Linked DNA regions of Sus scrofa: region 1 is linked to region 2. The links are chromatin contacts, called in public Hi-C maps. All regions are on one chromosome and are shown on one strand. The core of a region is the stretch at or near the end of the contact, and the rest is flanking DNA. Distances in the headings are between cores, read along the strand shown. Region 1 holds the start of HMGCR (3-hydroxy-3-methylglutaryl-CoA reductase). Region 2 holds the start of ANKRD31 (putative ankyrin repeat domain-containing protein 31).

Evidence for each region. Hi-C and Micro-C count contacts between places; a contact is called where the count stands out from the background.
Region 1: a contact with region 2 is called in a Hi-C map of alveolar macrophages, with 2.0 times the contacts expected there. The contact joins the promoter of HMGCR here to the promoter of ANKRD31 in region 2. A contact is called at or near these places in 12 of 47 Hi-C or Micro-C datasets (alveolar macrophages, blood, heart right ventricle and 4 more) and 1 of 2 datasets of contacts at active chromatin or transcription factors (alveolar macrophages).

Annotation. Positions count from the first base shown.
Region 1 is chr2:84,377,412-84,381,769 of Sscrofa11.1, forward strand. HMGCR (3-hydroxy-3-methylglutaryl-CoA reductase) reads left to right here and starts at 2,834. Exons shown (of 20, transcript NM_001122988.1): 1 at 2,834-2,911.
Region 2 is chr2:84,317,887-84,322,144 of Sscrofa11.1, forward strand. It overlaps ANKRD31 (putative ankyrin repeat domain-containing protein 31), which reads right to left and starts at 2,937. Exons shown (of 28, transcript XM_021084452.1): 1 at 2,849-2,937; 2 at 2,575-2,731. The coding sequence starts at 2,729.

The sequences.
Region 1 (4,358 bases), core at 1,584-4,083, 59 kb after region 2:
CATGTTGCAACAGAACAAGGGGTGGGAAAAAAAATGTAATTGTAATGTATACATGTAAGGATAACTTGATCCCCTTGCTGTACAGTGGGAAAATAAAAAAAAGTAATAAAAAATTGTACTATTATAAACTCTTTACTCTGAGGGTAAATCCATAAAATAAGAAGGTAGATATGTTCCCTTGACCCCATCCCCACTTTCCCCTTCATGTCCTTGCCAAATTTTGTGATTTATCATTAAGTACAAATTATTATTTAAGTGCAATAACGATTCTTTTGACACCTATTTGGAGGACCATATAGAACATACAACTAGGAGTTCCCATCATGGCTCAGTGGTTAATGAATCTGACTAGTATCCATGAGGATGAGGGTTCGATCCCTGGCCTTGCTCAATGGGTTAAGGATCTGGTGTTGCCCTGAGCTGTGGTGTAGTTTGCAGGTGCGGCATGGATCCTGTGTTGCTGTGGTGGTAGTGTAGGCCGGCAGCTACAGCTCCGATTAGTCCCCTAGCCTGGAAACCTCCATATGCCGCAGGTGCTGCCCTAGAAAGGCAAAAGATGAAAAAAAAAGAACATACAGCTAGACAATTAAAGACTGTTTATTGCTTGCTTTTGGACTCACAATCTCATTGGAGCTCTTAATGAAGCAGAGTTTGGGGACGAAATTTTCTAATCTTGATCTAAAGACTTTTGTTGAAACACCTTCATAAACCTTATTTGAATTTATAGTAAGCATTTGTATAAGTTATAACTTATAATTCTGAGATACCTGGCCCTTTTGGCTTCTAGAGATATTGAAAGTATGACAAAGTTTCTAGGCCCTTGGTAGTTACAGATCTTTTTCTTCTTCTTCCTTTTGATAAGACTCTTAATAGGATACTGCAATCTTTGGTTAGTTTCCCTTAGTCTTCTTCACTGGGAAAACTCTTTCCTTCCACTCTAATTAATTCAACAAATATTTAACAATCATCCAACTCTACAAAGGGGTATAAGGTTCATAAAGGCAGTTTCCATGTCTGCTCCTATATTTCTAGTGCCAACCAAAGCACATAATGGGCATACCAAAAGTATTTGGTAGGAGTTTCCATTGAAGCTCAGCAGAAGCAAATCTGACTAGTATCCATGAGGACGAAGGTTCAATCCCTGGGCTCTCTCAGTCAGTTAAGGATCGAGTGTTGTGTGAACTATGGCGTTGGTTGTAGACTCGGCTCAGATCTGGCATTGTGGTGGCTGTGGCATAGGCCAGTGGCTACAGTTCCAAGTGGACCCCTAGCCTGGGAACCACCATATGCTGCAGTTGCAGCTATAAAAAGACAAAAGAAAAAAAAAGAAAACAGCTGAAAGTATCTGGTAAAGAGCTATGAATAAAGATCCCATACCAAAGCAGTGAAAGATAGTGGAACCAGTATAAGCTTTAGATTTGGGTTCAAATCCCAAGTTCCTCAACTATTATCCTATGTGATCTACAGCAAGTTGCTTAACAAACTCTTTTTCCTTATAAATGGAAATATTATCTATTTCCTAGGGATTATGAGATTTTAGTAAGATAAGTTTATTAAAACTCCTACTGAGTGTATATAATATGTATCAGGGACTGTTTCAAGTTTCAGTGGACTGCAGTTCCTGCTCTTAAGAAATTTCCACATAAAAAGTTATTAAGACAAGTCACAGAATATGGACATGTTAATGGTGGTTACAGTAGGGAGAATGATATGTATCTGATGGAATCAGGAAAAGCGGTGACATATGAAATGGTCCTTGAAGGAGTTAGGATTTCAACAATTAAAATGTGCAGGCATATCTACGTCAAACAAAGAGAACATAAAGAGGGAGGTAAAAAGGTACTGAATGTACTGAAAAAAGGTCAGTTACTCAGGTTGACACAGTGAGAGACACACAAGAAATATGGGGTGGGGCCATACTGGGGTTCCCAGATTCTTTAAACCAGTAGACTGTGAGCAACTCTCCATGGTTTGGTGGCAGATCTACAGAACAATAGGATTGGAAGGTGGAAGCACTTAAGAGTGGAGAGACCAGTTAGGAGAGGCTGTTGCATTATTTCAGGCAAGATATAATAAAGGCTTGCAGCAGGGAGGGGGCAAGGGGAAAGCAGACAAGACAAAGAAGGCACATTTCAAATCTGTAACCAGTGCCTTGCACTGGAGGGAGAGAGGGAGAAAAGGAGAGAAGGAGATGGGAGGAAATGAGACAGAGACCTCAAGACTGGAGCCATTTACACTATTTATAGTAACAGGTAAGTCACAGTAAAATGTTGGTTTAGATTTCAGATATGGGTCTGCTTGAGATTTGGGTTAAACTTCTCTGCCACCTTCCCTTTTTTATTACACCGTTTTTCAGAGCCACCTTCACTTCCCTCCACCACTCTCCACTGAGTAATTGAGTTTTCTATCCTTGACCTGACCCTGCGTTTATCTGCACGCTCCAATTCTGCTCGCTACTACTGCTTCCCATAGTACTTTCACAGGCGGGGTGACCGCAGGTCAGGTCCTGGGCTGTAGGACACTCCACCAGCCAGATCCCCTATCGTCTTCGCCTAGACAGCTTCCATGCGTGCGCCCCCACGTCTCTTTGACCAATAGGCAGACCCTGGTGCTGGGACTCGACTGGCTATTGGTTGGCCGAGCCGTGGTGAGAGATGGTGCGGTACAAGTTCTCTGCACTGGTGAGAGCTATGGGCGGTTGTTAAGGCGACCGTTCGTGACGTAGCGCCGTCAGGCCGAGCAACCCCCAGATGATTGGCTAGACGATCGGACGATCCTTCTTTATTGGTCGCAGACTCGCCCGGTTCCGAGCGTGCGTACAACGAAGGTTCCTTCCGCTCCGCGTCTCCGTTGACTGGAGACGGGCGGAGCGCCGGCTTCCCGGGTCTGTGTCCTCTAGTGAAACCAGGAGGTGAGGAGGGCGGTGGCCGGGGCGGCGGTAGGTGAGAGCTGATTAGGGTCGTGTTGGTGGAGGTTTTCGAGCTCCGTCCAGCCCTGGGAAGGGGAAGCCGGCACCTCCTGCAGACCCGGGGGGAACTGTGCTGGTGGGTTTGCCCGGAGTGGAGCCCGGCCCCGCGGGGACTGCGAGGAGACGTCCTTGAGGCGCAGCTGGCCGAGCCGCGGCCGGCACCGATGCCGGGGAGCCCGTTGGCCAGGCTGGGCCGGAGGGGGTGAGGCGGGCAGGTCTCCGAGGGGCTGCCGTCACCATCGGTAGACCGGCGGGGTGTGGCCGGGTTAGTCGGCTCTGTCCGAAGTCGGCGGTGCTGGCCGCTGGGTCACGATCGCCAGGCGGAAAGAGTGCCAGGCAGGGTGACCTCGGAATTCCCTAGATTCGAGAAATACTGGGGGCTGCGGGACAACCGAGCCCGCATCTCGGGGAAAGGACTTGTCCGTCAGGTGTGGGCGTTCACGCCCAGGCTGTGCTGTTCACACCAGGCTCACGCCCTGGCGCTGCCGTTCGTCAGCACCTTTTTTTCCCGTAAATGATGCTGACTAGCTCAGAGTCTGAAAGAACCTTAGATCTGCATACATGCACCCGGTTATTTCCAGGAGAAACGGATTGAGAGGATGCAGAGCCCAATGTAGAGACTCAACCAAAGGATCCTAAAGGATTTTTTTTTTTTTTTTTTTTAAGGGGCAGAGTCTCCTTGGTGCTGATTTCCTTGAGTCCAAACCTAGTAGGTTTTCCGGAAATATTTGGTTTTGAATAGGATAAACATACCTTGGAGGTTCAAAAATAGAACAGACAATTTTTGCAGTAGGAAGAGGTTGATGTACTCCATCTTAAATGGTCGTTTGAGATTTTTCGGATTTGAGGACATGCTTTCTTAGACTTGGTCCTGAGAAGTCATGGGAAACATTAATTTCCAGGCCATTCTAAATAAATTCTGTATAATTTCAGATCCCGCAGTGTAGAGAATGTATTTTTTGTTTGCTCGTGAATTTATTTTTCTCTCTGTGCAGTGAAAGACATTTTATGATTTAGAGGTAATCTAGCAAAGGCCCAGAGTGTACTTTGGGGATAGACTGGATTTTGAGGGCCTCCTTTGTGGTAGTGTCTTTCCATTTAGTGATAAACTTGGCAGTAAAGAAAAATGGGAGTTAGTAATATGAAAACTAAAAAATGTGCAAAGATTACATCATTAACATGTGAAAACTGTTGAGGTGGCATGAGCATTTCAAGATAGTGTGCGCATGTGCACATGTATGCATGTGTTCTTTTTATTCTTGCGTGATCTATATCATGGAGCAATAACCACTTAGATCAGTATCTGATTAGGTTGACCATATGAAATTCCTGATGTTTGAAATGTGTCCATTTTCCCCCTGCAAAAATAGCAGTTTCATATGGCTCACTT
Region 2 (4,258 bases), core at 1,687-4,186:
CCTTTTCCTTTCTTTTCTTTTTTTTTTTTTTTTTTTTTTTTTTTTTTTTTGCTTTTTTTAGGGCCACATGTGCAGCACATGGACATTCCCAGGCTAGGGGTCAAATCGGAACCGTATCCGCTGGCCTATGCCACAGCCACAGCCACGCAGATCCAAGCCGTGTCTGTGACCTACACCACAGCTCAAGGCAATGCTAGATCCTTACCCCACTGAGCGATGCCAGGGATCAAACCCACAAACTCAGGAAGACTAGTCAGGTTCATAACCTGCTGAGCCACAACAGGTATTTTCTATTTAGCAATTCTCATGAAGATGGTGCTAGTTGATCTTAAGGGAAGAATTAACACGTACCTTGCAGGTAATTATGTTCCACTAGCCTTTGACTCTATGTAATTATACTGTTCAGAGGATGTGACAACAAAAGGGCAGGGCAGCACAAGGGAGGTTTTTTTTGGAGTGACAGAACTGTTCTGGATTTTGAATGTGGTGGATGTTCTAAGTTCTCCATATACTAGCCAAAGCGCTCCCTTGCACACTAAAAGAGCAAATAGTATTGTTTGTATATATATGTGAGCCAGAAACCTAGCTCTTCCCTTACTGCTGCCTTTGCCCCATGCCCCATATCTAACAATCACCATTTCCTGCCAAATTTACTTCTAACGATTTCTCAAATTTGTCCTTTTCCCCTCTTTCCGCCTACTTGAGCTCTCATCATTCCAATCTGTGACTGCTCTGATCCCAAAGCTAATCTCTACAGCCGAGCTTTGCAAAAGATGATCCCTACTCTAACAGTATAAACTTTAACCTGGATACCTTTTAGAAATGCACAATCTCAGACCCAACCTTAGAACTCCTGAATTGGAATCCACCTTTCAAGAGGATTCTGAAGTGATTTATAAGAAATTCTTACCTTTCATAAAATTTGCAAAGCCCTAGTCTAGGGCTTGCCTGCGTGAATGAAAACATGCTTACGCTGCTCCTTCACTAAACATGTCACAAGCTCCCTACCAGGACACACAAAGAACACACACATGGCCTTACATGACTTTACCTTTCTCTCCAGGCTCATCTTTCACCTCACTCCATCTCATCATTTTTTTTTTTTTTCATTTTATGGCTGCACCTGTGGCATATGAAAGTTCCTGGGCCAGAGACTGAATCCGAGCCACAGCTGCGACCTACATGCTGCAGCTGAGGCAATGCCAGATCCTTTAACCCAATGGTTAAACCAGTGGCTCAAACCCGCACCTCCACAGTGACTCAAGCCATTGCAGTCAGGTTCTTAACCTACTGTGTCATGGAGGGAGCTCCCTGCATCTCCCATTTAACATTTCGGTAAAACTTAACTGTACATTCCAACACAGATTTACACAATGCTATGATCCCACCACTACGCCTTTACTCCTGCAGTTCCCTTGGTCCAAAAACCTCCTCTCCTTCATGTAATTTCTAACCCACCTTCAAGCTTCTACTCAGAAGTCAACCCTAGCAAACTCTGATGACCTTAAGTTGAAGTAAGTTCCTTCTGGGCTCTAAACCAGCCTGGGCATACTTCCAACCCCTGGCTTCCTACATTACATTGAAATTATCCATTTATGTCTTTCCTGGCCTGTAGGTTTCTCAAAGGCAATGACTTCTCTCTTTTACCTTTCTCCTGGATCCAGCAAAGAGAACTATATATGTTTTGATGAACTCTTTTTTTTTTTTTGGTTTTGGTCTTTTGGCTTTTCAGGGCCACACCTGCAGCATATGGAGGTTCCCAGGCTAGGGGTCCAATCGAAGCTGTAGCCACCAGCCTAGGACGCCACAGCAACGTGAGATCTGAGCTTCGTCTGCAACCTGCACCACAGCTCACAGCAACACCAGATCCTTAACACACTGAGCAAAACCAGAGATTGAACCTGCATCCTCATGGATGCTAGTCAGGTTGGATAACAGCTGAGCCATGACGGGAACTCCGAACTCTTTTTCTTTCAACTTTTGATGTGATGAACATCTTTTCTTTATTCTTATAAAACTATCCATTTCCAGTTTGGTAGTAACCAGTTCCCTTACCACATTTTCTTTTCCTGAGAGAAATGATGCTAACCATCTCCTAAACCTGAGCTACAAATTGCTTGAAGCAAATGAGCATGAGGGGTTTAGACCCAAGCCTTTTGGGCCTATGCAAAAAAGCCCAGGTGAAGAAAAGGATTTTTATTTATTTATTAAGACCACACCTGCAACCCTGCAAAACGCCAGATCTTTAATCCATGGCCACTATGTGGGGTTCTTAACCTGCTGAGCCACAACGGGAACCTAAAAAAGGCTTTCTGAAAAGGCCATAAAGTTATTTACTATAAAGCTCATTTCGTCCTAAGTAGGGTGATGGGGAGGGTGGACGTTTGCGATCTTCTTTTCTACAAATTCTTAGCTCAGGCCTGGCTGCCACCCCGCCGCCTAAGGTCCTACTCCCGCCATCAAGCAGACGTTGGGCTGGGAACAATTTCTACTCAAATCTCAGAGGGCCACCTGCGGCCACTGCCCAGGCCCAGGCCACCACTTTTTCCAGGGCGCGTCGCGAATGGTAGTCACCTTCTCCAGGGCAGCTCCTCTTCTTCCTGGTCGCTCTCTGTCACCGACCCGTCTATCACCGTCTCATCACTGTCCCAGTCTGGGGCCTGGGCGCCTTCCGCCATCTCCACCTCGCACTCAGAGTCTTTTCTATCCTCTGGCTCTGACTTTTCCATTTCTGCAAAAGAAAAAAAAAAGAAAAAAAATGCTCTGAGCGTCAACGTAAATTGTGAGTTAAAGACAAAATCCTTGGGTGGGAGCAGGGCCTCTCTGCCGGTACAGGGAGCAAACCCACCACGAGGGCGTCGTCAGGAACAAGGTCCAGCGCCGCGGTGCCAGAGGTGGCAGCACGCCGCCAGCAGGGGGAGCCGCGTGCCGCGTGCGGCCCCGCCCCTCCCCGCTCCCCCCTCCCCCCGCTCCCATGGCCGGAAGTGGCCCCCCCCCGCGCGCACGCACGCCGGCTCAGGGTTTCCCCGCCGCCTGGGGCGCGGCCCGTCACCACATCCGCTTTCCGTGCTTTTAGTTGGTAGCTGGGTGATGGGGGTACCTGGGTTGCGGCCCCAGAAATCAGAAAGTAAGCGTCTGCCTAAAGCTGTTGGCGGGGTCACGTCGCCCGCAGTGTACCTGGGCCTGTGGGACTCAGACTCGGAGAGAACTGCCCTACTTTCTGAAACTAGAAGCTTCAAAACGCCAGAAGAGTATTTTACTTTCTCCTTCCCTCAAGTGTCCTTTGAACTAGGCAAAACAAAAATGTTAATCAGAAGTTTTTAAATCATCAACTGATCTAATTGATATGTTTATTTCTATATTTCTTCATCATCTCTTTGGTTATCCTGTGATACAGATTGTATTGGAAAGGCAAGTTAAATGTTTTATTTTTTCCCTTTATTTTTATAATATTGGTGCCTAGCAACCTCTGAAAGTAATCAATTGCTATTTTTTAAATGAAGCAATTAGATTCTTAGGTATTAGATTTCAATCTATTGGCAGGTTTTTAGGTCAGACTCATTCAAAACAAAGCCAAATGAGCTCCCACCTGCCAAATGAGAGAGGAAGATTCCCATAAGACAGACCCCCCTCAGCCTAGCAAAGGTTTACTGTTCATCTTGGAATCTCCAGGGTCTAATCACCTATTTGGTCTTTAAAGGTTTGTCAAGTGGAAGGAACTAGGGCTTTCTGACTCCTCAATTTACTTCCCTTTTCAGTACATGGAGTGGCTTTGCCGTAATTCTTATTATTTTACTGTTTAGTTCATACTCTTTTTTTTTTTTTCTGTCTTTTCTATGGCCGCACCCGCAGCATATGGATGTTCCCAGGCAAGGGGTCTAATTGGAGCTGTAGCTGCAGGCCTACGCCAGAGCCACAGCAACTGGATCTGAGCCGCGTCTGGGATCTACACCACAGCTCATGGCAACGCGGGATCCTTAACCCACTGAGCAAGGCCAGGGATCGAACCCGCAACTTCATGGTTCCTAGTCGACTCGTTAACCTCTGTGCCACAACGGGAATGCCAGGGAATGAGAACTCTTTTACATTTAAAGAGACCCTAAGAAAATATTCAAGTTTGTAAAAGGGAAAATTGATTGCTTGTTAATATAAATACTAATAGAACTACCATATGATACAGCAATCCCACTCCTGGGCATATACCCAGAAAAAAATCATAATTTGAAAGGATACATGCATCCCAGTGTTCACTGCAGCA